3 separate regions of the Mus musculus genome follow, and regions 1 and 3 are each linked to region 2. The links are chromatin contacts, called in public Micro-C and promoter capture Hi-C maps. All regions are on one chromosome and are shown on one strand. The core of a region is the stretch at or near the end of the contact, and the rest is flanking DNA. Distances in the headings are between cores, read along the strand shown.

Region 1 (3,370 bases), core at 682-3,181, 310 kb after region 2:
TAACTTCTACAAATTAGTCTAGGATTTTGTGGGTTCCCCAAGCTTTCTAACCAAGATATTGGGTTCCCCTCGTTAGGCCTGGATCAAGATGCCCCCCATTTTTGCATAGAATAATTTTCCTCATTCCCCAACTTGGATTCTAATTTTTCTGGAATCTCAAATTTAGTCATTCGCCACAGTTTTCCCATTTATGGAGTCGCCTTCGAGTCCCCCTACTTTGGGCCGCTCATTCCCAGGACCGCAAATCAGACAAGGGTCTGACTTGGGATCCCCGAAATTTGATCATTGTTTCCGCTGGCCACTTTCGGCAGCTTCCCGTCCTGCGCATAACAGTGGTATCGGCCTCGTCACTTCTCCTACGGTGTCCCAGCGGCAGCACAGATTTTGGAAAAGTGTGTGTGCCCCAAACACGCACTGGACACTGCGCGGCGGCCAGGACGTGGGCAGTGTTGCTCCCGTGTCCAGGAAAACGACTGGGCATTGCCCCCAGTTTCCCCCAAATTTGGGCATTGTCCCCGGGTCTTCCAACGGACTGGGCGTTGCCCCGGTTCACTGGGGACTGCCCTTGGGGTCTCGCTCACCTTCAGCAGCGTCCACTTCAGCAGCTCCCACTTCATCCGCTCTCCCGCCCTTCTCCTCCGATCCTCCTGCGCCAGCGGACCCGACCTTCGGCCTTGTGGTGAGCTCCCCGTGGCGCGCTCCCTCGTGCCCCAGCTCTTCCACTGCGGGGCACCGGCTACCTCGCAGTTTGTCCTCAGGGCTGCTGCGGAGTAGCGCGGGAGCGGGCTGCTGGCTTCTCCCTCGGCGGCAGCGCTCCTTTGGGCTGGGCGCTCCGAAACGCGCGCCACTTTGTGTGCACTCTGCAAACAACGCGGTGGTAGGGAAAGCGCCTGGGCGGCCAGGAAGCGGGAAGGGCAGAGCGCTCGGGCGGCTTGGAGCCTCCAACCCTACAGGTCGAGGGCTTGGGGAAGCGAGTGTAGAGCGCGGGCGCGGTGATTGATGGTCGGGCCGGGAGGTTAGCCCCGGGTGCACTGGTTTCCGCCAGTAGTGGCCCTTTAGAGGCCTAGAGGTGCGGAGGTCGGGAGAGGGAAACAAGGTGCACCGGTTTAGAAGTGATTTTGACTTGGTAAAAATCACAATGGCTTCTTATATCTGAAACCACCCGGGGAGAGTTTCTTAATAGCCCGGAATTATCGCATTGGCCCCTGGGGCCGAACCTGCAACTAAGCAAATTCAAAGTGCTGAGGACAGGGAACTGTTATCTGCTCATACTGGGTGGGGTCCCAAAGGCGCGCCGCTTAGAAGCACTTCAGTGAGCTCTGGTTTACAGGTCTGGTTTGAGCTACGTTTCCCGCCCTGCTTCTTTTTCTGCTGAAGGGCGCAGACATTGTGCGGGGGCTCCACGCGGGGCCCAGATTTGGCGTGGCCAAGCCAGCCTTCCCTTCATGGTGCACCTGGTGGCCCCCCAAAGGCTGCTAGGAGATCCCAGGCAAAGCAGAGGTTAGGGGCGCTTAGTAAGATCTATCTGGCTGCTATTCGAGGTGCCTCACAGCCCGCCCTGCCTGCTCAGGCAGGTGGAGGCTGCGCGCTCCCCCCCCCCCCCCCAGCCGATCCAGGGGACTGTCCCCTGCTTAGCAAGTAGGTCCCTGTGAGAACCCTCTACCCAGCTACCTGCGCCTTAACTCAGTCGGCCGGGATGCGCCTACCTTGTAACCCTCTAACTGAGCACAGGTCCTGCCACTACCACTGAGGCCTAGGGTGCCACGCACGTTGGTTCGCACCACGCGCCCATGTTGCACAAGCACAGGGCACCCCGGAAACATGACATGGGACCTCGATTTTTAGGGATAGACACCCAGGATTTAGTGGGCCTGTTGGGGCGCACAGCCCCCCCCCATCTTTGCCACCAGGCACTCCACTCCCCCCCCCCACCGGCAACCCCCGTGCCCAGGGCCCCCGACCCGCATTCCCCGCGTGGCTCGAGTTGCGGGGGCGGTCCCGGGGCGGGGCGAGGGCCCTGCGGACGCCCATTGGCGCGGGCGTAAGGCCAGCGGGGCCCGAGCGGGCGCCGAGCCGCGGGGTGGCGCGGCTATAAGAACCGGGCGTTGGCGCCCGGAGTTCGCCTGCTCTCCGGCGGAGCTGCGTGAGGCCAGGCCGGCCCCCGGCCCCCCCTTCCGGCCGCCCCCGCCTCCTGGCCCACGCCCGCCCGCGCTCGGCCCGCCAGCGCCTCCATCCGGGCTGGCGGCCCCGCGTCGACGCCGTCCGCCACCTCGCTGCTGCTAACTCCTGTGCAGGGCGCCGTCGGCGGGGCCGCGCTCCGTCGGGCCTGCGGATCTCCCCACCGCCTCCTCCTCTATCTACCTCAACACCCCATTCCTGCTTCGCCAGAGGAGGCGGTCCCCACCGCAGGCAGTCCGGCTTGCAGGTCGCCGGCGTTGTCATCCCCCGCGCTTCCCCTCCCAGCCCTCCCCGGTGCGCAGCCCGGCTGCTCCCCTCTTTTCGCTGCAGTCCCGAGCAGCTGAGGCGCCGCCACGCCTGTCCCCCCCACAAGAAGCCCGGGCTTACGACGGCTGAGGGCTCCGTCGACCCTAACCGAGCTGGGTGCCCGTGGCCGGGGTGACGCCTCCATTCCTCCCCCCTCAACACCGTCCTCGGTCCTTCGAAGTTGCATCCTCTCCTCTGCTTAGGGTGCGCCCCCCCTCGCGCACCCGCTTACCCGCCACCTTTCCTAAGCTCCCCTCCTGCCCCCTCCCCGTTCCTCCTCGCCTCAGACTCCCTCCCCCTCACGTCCGCCCTCTGCCTTCGCCTACCCAAGTGGATTAATTATACGCTTTCTGTTTCTCTCCGTGCTGTCCTCTCCCGCTGTGAGCCTACCCGCCTCTCGCTGTCCTCTCTCCCTCTCTCCCTCTCTGTGGTCCCCCCCTTTCACGTTCACTCTGTCTCTCTCACTATCTCTGCCCCCCAACTATCCTTGATACAACAGCTGACCTCATTTCCCGATACCTTTTCCCCCCCGAAAGTACAATATCTGGCCCGCCCCAGCCCTAAGATACCCTAAAGAAGCAGAAGAGACGCCCCCCTCCCCACCAAAAAAGCCATCTCCCCGTTCTGTCCCGTCGCACATTCGGCCTCTGCGACTCGGGCAGAGCGGCGCTGGCAGAGGAGTGCCCGGCAGAAGGGCCTTCGCCCGCTGTTCGGTTTGCATACCCGCAGCAGGGAGATGGGCGGCAGCGTCGCCGGCTTCCAGGTAAGGGCTCTCAGGGGCCCTGGGAGTGGGGGGTGCGCAGAGCCCGGCTTGGGCATGGCGGGACTGGTGCGGTGGGTGGGGGGCTGGGGGCTCGTTCCCTAAGCAAACTTTTGTTCCCCCTTG
Region 2 (3,628 bases), core at 396-2,895:
TAGCATGTATCATATATGAAGCCCTGGGTTCCATCTCCAGCATCACATACAATGAGTGTGACGGTGCATGCCTATAATCTATCTGGAGATATAAGAAGAAGATAGACGTTCTGAAGTTCACAGTCATCCTTAGCTATGTAGTGAATTAAGGGCTAACCTAAGCTTCAGGAGACTCTCCCACCACCACCCCTAAATGGAGGAAAAGTACAAAAAACAACTTAGGGAAAGGCAGGGAGGAAACAGGGCAGCAGTGGTCTCCGTACAGTGAGGGTTTGCAGATCAAACCTCCTCAGGGCACCAGGATACAAACTGTTTCCATCTCTTCTGTATATGTGTGCATGCTTGCGTGTGCAAGGATGAGCACAGCAGTGTGTATGGAGGTTGGAGGATATCTTGGATGTTGGTCCTTCCCTTCCAGCCTGTTTAAGATAGACGTTGTTGTTCATTATTGCAGTCCTGGGGCTAGCTGGCCTGGAAGTTTGAAGGAATTCTCTTCTTGGCATCTTGGGTTTCTATGGGTTCTGAGGATTTGAACTCAGGTCCTCACACTTGCACAGCAAGTGCTTTACTTAACAATCTCCCCAGACCAACTGGATTGCTCCAAACAGCAGAGAAGTGACTAGACTTATCCAAGTGCTCTTAGCAGACACCCGGGAAATTTCGACTCACTGCCCACTTCCCACAGCAAGGTTATCAAAAGGCTGGATTAGGATGATACAGCCTTGACGAATCCTGGAGAGTCATGGAACCTGCAGGCAGCCCCACACTGGCAGTACATGCTCCAAGGCAGTGCGAAAGCAGAGAGAAGCCTGGTTTTGGTAGCCCTCCCCCAGTCGGATATTTACAAAGAAAGTAACTCCAGGTTACTACCCACAGGATAGACCACTTGAACCCTATAGGTCTTGCTTGGCTCCCAAGCACCTACCTAGTCCTTTGAGGGAAAAATTGGGCTTGCTACGGCCTTGAGAGCACACTTCTGGGACAATGGGGCAAAACTGAGACTTTGACAAGGTCAGTGCATTTCCCTTCCCCTTCAACCTTCCCTCCACCGGCCTCAGGGGAAGGATGGGACTGAGAGGTCTGCTGGAATCCGAAGAAGTGTTATTGAACAAAAAGTCCAGGAACCGAACAAAAACTAGTCTGGGTAGATTCACCATTAGGAAAAGAGACCCAGACTTGGAGAGCTGGCTGTAAGGTGCAGATGGGTGACAGTGTGAGAAAGGAGTGGACTTGATTGTATTCTCTCAGGTCAGGGCAACCGGTCCTGGGGATTCTTGAAAACACAGAGGCATGGGGTGTGCATGAGGGGCTAAATGGGTACAGGTGCCCAGGAACATGAAATTTCCCATTACTGGTCTGAACCACTCCTCAAGCCCTTCTCACACTCAAGGGGCACAGGTGTGCTCCTGCAATGCGTGGACACCGGGTCCTGGTGGAGGAGCAGGGTGGGGCGGAGTGGGCGTGGAGCCTTGTGCGAGACACTCCCCCATCTCTGGAGCCACGCGCCAGGCGTACGCTTCCTTCTGGCCCCGGCATAGGACCGCGCCAATTGTCATTGGCCAAACGGGCGATCCCAGATTGGCTGAGACCCCGGCTCCCGCCTCCTCCGCCAGGGGGAGGGACGTGGGTGCGGGTTTGAGGCTCGTGCTACCCTAGGGGGTCGCGCTCTTCTGCCTCCTACCTCTTGGTCACCGCAAAGCTTGGTCCGGTTCTTCATCCGGCTGCAAGCGCTAGGTGTGCGGAGACCTGGCAGCTCTTGGGGCTTAAGGGCTGAGCACCAGGACGGGTGGAGGTGCCTGTAGAGTACATTCGGACCCTCTCTCGGACCCTCTCTCAGCCCCTGAGTGTGCGGGACCTGCGGAGCGCAGTTCGGGATCTGCACTCGAGGATTTTTCGAGGACGCAATAAGCTAAGCATCTGCCCGGAGCATGGAAGCACGTCAGTAGGCCATGAACTGCACCCGGGAGGGGTGGGGGTGGAAGCGCACGGTGTCAGCTTTGCAGAATGTGTACGCCAAGGGGAGGGTGAAGCGTGGCGGGAGGGCGAGGCGAAGGAAGGAGGGCGTGAGAAAGGAGGCGGTGGCGGGCGGAGGAGAGTTATCTATACTTTTTAAAAAAAAGGAGCCGCTTGAGCCGCGTAAAGGGAGACTTGGGGAGCGCCTGACAGCACGCGCGGGACACGAGAGTACCACGCTTCCCTACTCTTTCAGACCTTGACTGGTACGGGGTCCCAGGACTGCAGGAGGCCAGCGACGCGTGCCCTAGGGAGTCCTGCAGCAGTGCCCTGCCTGAGGCCCGTGAAGGTGCAAACGTCCACTTCCCACCGCACCCGGTTCCTCGCGAGCACTTTTCCTGTGCCGCACCAGAACTCGTAGCAGGGGCCCAGGGGCTGAATGCAAGCTTGATGGACGGCGGCGCGCTGCCCAGACTCATGCCCACCTCGTCTGGAGTCGCTGGAGCCTGCGCTGCTCGGCGGAGACAAGCGTCTCCGGAATTGCTGCGCTGCAGCCGGCGGCGGCGATCTGGAGCAACCGAGGCCAGCAGCAGCTCGGCTGCCGTGGCACGCCGCAATGAGCGCGAGCGCAACCGCGTAAAGCTGGTAAACTTGGGCTTCCAGGCGCTGCGGCAGCACGTGCCGCACGGCGGCGCCAACAAGAAGCTGAGTAAGGTGGAGACGCTGCGCTCCGCGGTAGAGTACATTCGTGCGCTGCAGCGGCTGCTCGCAGAGCACGACGCGGTGCGTGCCGCGCTCGCTGGGGGGCTGTTAACACCCGCTACTCCGCCGTCCGATGAGTGCGCGCAGCCCTCTGCCTCCCCTGCCAGCGCGTCTCTGTCCTGCGCCTCTACGTCTCCGTCCCCGGACCGCCTGGGCTGCTCTGAGCCTACCTCCCCGCGCTCCGCCTACTCGTCGGAGGAAAGCAGCTGCGAGGGAGAGCTAAGCCCGATGGAGCAGGAGCTGCTTGACTTTTCCAGTTGGTTAGGGGGCTACTGAGCATCCCACCCCCCTAAGGTAAGTTCCAGGACGGCGGGGAGGCGAAGCAGTAAGGGAGACACGTGGTGGGCGGGCCTGACACTTAGCGCCACGGGGACCCTGTGCAGCCAGGACTCAGCTGGGGCGATCACTTGGATTTCGCGCACGCTTCATTTTTCCTCAACCTTTTTCAAGCCTGAGCAAGACCGGCGTTTGTTTGTCCGGGATTGCAAAACTTCCTCTCAGAGCTCTGCTGTGGGTGGGGGAAGGGGAGGCCAGGGGAGGGGAGCGGCCTCAGGGCCGGGCCGGCGAGGTCCCAGTGCTGTCAGAGCCTGGCCGAGTCGGGTGCTGGAGGCGGGGTGAGTTTGCATTGCAAATCGCGTCCTAGGCCGGGGTGCGGAGTGAGTCGGCTGGAGCGGGCCCCTGAGTCACGGCGGGCAGGTTCTGAGCGTGCGCCCCGCCCCCGTCGGCGCCTCTGAGCGGATCGAGGCACCCATGAGTTGAGACTCCAAAACTAATCAAGCAAACGAAACTGCCTACTGCGCCTTGGGAGGTGGGGCGGTGTCCGTACACATTGACACCTTTTATCTTCTTCACAGCTGCATCCCTGGGTGACTCCTGGTGGACCTACCTGCTTCTAGCCCAAGAAACCTGGGCC
Region 3 (3,736 bases), core at 473-2,972, 510 kb after region 2:
CCTGACTGACAGGCACAGGTGCAGCCCAGCTCCGGTCCTACAGCAAGATGACTAGGGATCGGCTGGGACCGCCAGAGCTGTGGGCACCCTTCACTGTGCTGCTTAGACCTCGGCATTTGAGACAGCTGAGAGAGGGGGCTGAGGAAGGGCCTAGGAGGAGGGTGGGGCTGGCTTGGCTGCTTGAAGCTGCCCTTCTATGGGCACAAGGTGGCAGGGGCACTGACGTGCAGTCATTTCTGAACAGGGTCACAGCTGTTGACTGATCACCCTGTTCCACACACCCCGCAGCTTGTGTCCTCATCCAGCCTGGGCAGAGTGTCCTTGGAGCCCTTCTTGGGATGTCACGATGCATGTCCCCCTTCCCAGGAGACAGACTTCATAGAGCCTTTCTGGGAACAACATGGCCCTGGAATCCCAAGGCTGGCACAAGGGTGCTGACCCAGACCAGGCCAGTCTCTGCTTAGCCTCAGACTCCTTTCCTAGCCTGAGGGTTCCTTGGACAACTTTCTAACCAGGGTCCAAATGCAAAGCAATAGTGTGGAGACCCCCCAACATGCACCCCTCAAAGTGAGGTTTCTTCCCATTATCATTGATAAGGATTGAGGAATTGCTGTTCCTGCCCAAGATCTGGCGTCCGGCTTGCGAACTGCAGAGACCCTGCAACCCCTGCTAAGGTGGGCCTTATCTCCTTGAGCCTGTGGCTGAACCCTAAGAGTCACACTCTCCCTGGCAGCCTGGCAGCTCCGGTAGCAATTTTATGTTTTACCTCTTTCTTCCCCTTCCTCTTACACACCTGGACCGCAGCCCCCACATCCTGCTCCCATGAGGCTGCTAGCCTCTGACCTGTCCCCAAGACCTGACACCCTCTTCTGAGACCTGTTCCTGGGACAGGGCAGGGCAGGCACCAATGGCCTGGCTTGGTCTCCATGTCTACCCACTAACAGCTTCCCTTCTCATTACCCCCACCCCCACCTTATGACCCAACACAGGAAAGACAGGGAACACCCTTCACATCCCTTTAAATTGCAGATGCCCTTAAGCAGCTGACAGCCTAAAGGCCTCTGCCCAGCCCTGTCTGTTGCAGGGCAGTGGCCCCCTTTACCTTTGCCAATGTTCATTCCCATACCCACTGTACTTAACAACAGTGCCTGGTCCATAAGACACCATTGACCTTCTCTATCCTCACATAGCAGCTTTGGGAACCCCTGAGGCCTGGTCACCTCTCAGTATCTTAAGGCAGGCCAGACCCCTCAGACAAGCCTATAGGTGCATGAGGTCAGGATTCCTAGGCCTAGTTTCTCCCAACACAGCTACTGCTCTCTCCTGCTGTTCAGGCCATATCCAGCCACTCCCAGTCCCTTCCACACCAAGCATCCATCTTCTCTATTCTGGCTATGAACCCTAGCCAGGAAGATAGCCTTTCCCAGTTAGGCCAAGCTGCAGAGGGAGATAGAGGAGATACACACCTCTCTGGTAAGAGAGGGTTTCTGAAGGCTATCTAAGTCCTATCTGAGATTCTGCCTACTCAGCACTTGGCACAAAGCAAACTGCCCATAGTGGAACTCACCCTTCGCTGTCTTCTGCATGGAGCTCTTCCTGTTCCTCGCATCTGGGATCGATGGCAGCCTCCGCCATGGGCCTGGTGTCTTCGGTGTGGGTGCACTTGTTATGGCTCCTGGTGTTTCTCTGTAGATGGGCGGTGGCCTAGAGCCTCAGCCCCCCACCCTTCCCGCCCCAGGTTTCACTTCCTCCTTCCTGTAGCAGGTTGAGGTTTGAAACCTATGGGGCTTGGGTTTTTTTTTTTTTTTTCCTATGTTGCTGCAACAGAAGAAGAGTTAAAACAAAACAAAACAAAACAAAAAAACAAAAAACCAAAAACCAACTAAACCCAAACCACTCATCAGGAAGTGTTGAGCAAGCAAGCTATAGCCTCCTGGAATGACAGAAAAGGGCTGAGGGTAGAGGTGAGTAAGGCTACTCCTTGCAACTCTGGTCCATAGACCTGAGAGTAGCTATGTCTCCCACAATGTCCAGAATTCATGGTCCCTTTAGTGTCCGTGGACTGCTTTCAATTGCTTTGCATGGAAATCTTCTGTGCTTCCAAGTGTGCTCAATGAACATGGTGGAACTAGTTCTTGATGCTTCAAGGTCATGGCCTTGGACACTCTTAGTTAGCCTTTGCTCCCCAGCCATGTCCAGGGTCCCACATGTGGTGCTCCCCTAGTCTGTGGTTCTAGAGCTTGTCTCTATCTGTCTCCATTCCTAGCTGCTGGACGCTCTTGTCTCCCTGCTCCATCAGCTCTCTCTAATCCTGCCTCTGTGCTCTGGGCATTTGGAACCAGTCGAAGAGTCGGTTGATGTTCCCAGCTATGCTGGGGTGGGTCATGGGTTCTCCTGAGAGGCAGCACCAGAGGAAGGACTGAGGCTTTTGGGAGGGAACCAAAGGGACTATAAAGGAATGATGGGGAATGTGATAGCCAGATCCCAAAGTCCCGGGACTTGGGCTAAAGTGTCACTGGGCCAAGTTGAGGCAGCCACAACATGGTAGAGACTCTCTCTTTGAAGCTTGCTGACCCAAGAGATAGAAAGAAAGGAGCCAGTGCCCTATTTCCCAGCACTGGGCAATGAGTGACCTCGGAAATCTCACTATGAGGTCTTACAGGAGAAGTGCAGAAAGGCAAGAGAGCCTTAGGGTGTTGGGAAACTTAGTAGAAGCTGTAGAGTATCATCTAGAGGTAGACCTGTGTTTGCAAGCCTGCCTGACTGCAGGGAGCCCTTTCTTATCCACATGGTCCAGTGGAGGCAAAGCCTTGCTTACTCTATCCCAGTCCTGAGGAGGGGGCAACAGGAAGAGTGAGTATTGTTCAGCAGACTGGGCAGGACACCTGCCTGCTTTTTCTTCAGCCTCCTCTCTCTCTCCTTTTGCACTTTGCTTCCTTGGGACCCTCCTAAGTGCTCTGTTGATAAGTGGCTGGGAATGCATTTGGCAGGTGACAGAGTTATGCCACTTCTGTCCTGACACCTCTTAAGAGGTTTTCACTGGTTCCTATGTCTGTCACAGGGCCTCGCCATCCAGGCACCTTATCGGTGCATTCCAGCCACTAATCTATGAACTTTCTGTGGCCTGTTTGTCCTTAGGGCTGGGGGATGGAGAGGTGGAGACCATTGGCTACCTACAGACTGGATTGGTTTCATAGTTTTCAGGACCTCAAATCCAGCAGCTAACATCTTTCAGATGGAAATTCAGACCCTAATAGCACAGACCCTTCAAGCCTGCAGAGCCAGCTCTGCCCAAGGGGAAAACCCCAGTCTGGTTCTCTCAAAGCTGAAGTGTTTATAAAGTCAGCCCCAAGAGTAGCAGTGTGGAAGGCAGGACTCCTGAGAGGAGATGGGTCTTACACCCAGGTCATATCACAGGAGTGACTTTCCTGTAAAAGTAAATCGTAGGGTGGCAAGATGGCTCAGGAGGCAAAGGTGTTTGAGACCAAGCTTGATGATCTGAGTTCAATCCATCGGACCCACACGGTGAAAGGAGAGAACCAATTCCTACAAGTTGTCCTCTGATCTCCATACACATGCCCTGGCACATACACAGCAGAATTATCTGGGAATTCCAGACACTGCTATATGACCTCCCTTTGGCCTGCTGGTTGGTTTTTATGGCTAAAGGACAGGCAGGCAGAGGCCATTGGCCACCTATAGGTTGGACTGACTTCCTAATTTTCAGGCCTCTGAT

Evidence for each region. Promoter capture Hi-C pulls out the DNA fragments that hold promoters and counts their contacts. A called contact is a pair of places that touch in the nucleus more often than the background predicts.
Region 1: a contact with region 2 is called in a Micro-C map of embryonic stem cells, with 3 times the contacts expected there. The contact joins the promoter of Igf2os here to the promoter of Ascl2 in region 2. A contact is called at or near these places in 7 of 39 promoter capture datasets (cranial neural crest, embryonic stem cells, liver and 2 more), 5 of 484 Hi-C or Micro-C datasets (all in embryonic stem cells) and 1 of 9 other capture datasets (pancreatic islet).
Region 3: a promoter capture Hi-C map of liver shows a contact between it and region 2, with 5 times the contacts expected there. The contact joins the promoter of Lsp1 here to the promoter of Ascl2 in region 2. A contact is called at or near these places in 6 of 39 promoter capture datasets (cranial neural crest, hematopoietic stem and progenitor cells, hippocampal neurons and 2 more).

What each region holds. Positions count from the first base shown.
Region 1 is chr7:142,658,241-142,661,610 of GRCm38.p6, reverse strand. Igf2os (insulin-like growth factor 2, opposite strand) reads right to left here and starts at 1,931. Exons shown (of 4, transcript NR_002855.3): 1 at 582-1,931. It also overlaps a transcript of Igf2 not described here.
Region 2 is chr7:142,967,281-142,970,908 of GRCm38.p6, reverse strand. It overlaps Ascl2 (achaete-scute family bHLH transcription factor 2), which reads left to right and starts at 1,645. Exons shown (of 3, transcript NM_008554.3): 1 at 1,645-1,938; 2 at 2,210-3,009; 3 at 3,570-3,628. The coding sequence starts at 1,929. The coding sequence ends at 2,991.
Region 3 is chr7:142,458,798-142,462,533 of GRCm38.p6, reverse strand. Lsp1 (lymphocyte specific 1) reads right to left here and starts at 1,722. Exons shown (of 11, transcript NM_001136071.2): 1 at 1,568-1,722. The coding sequence starts at 1,635.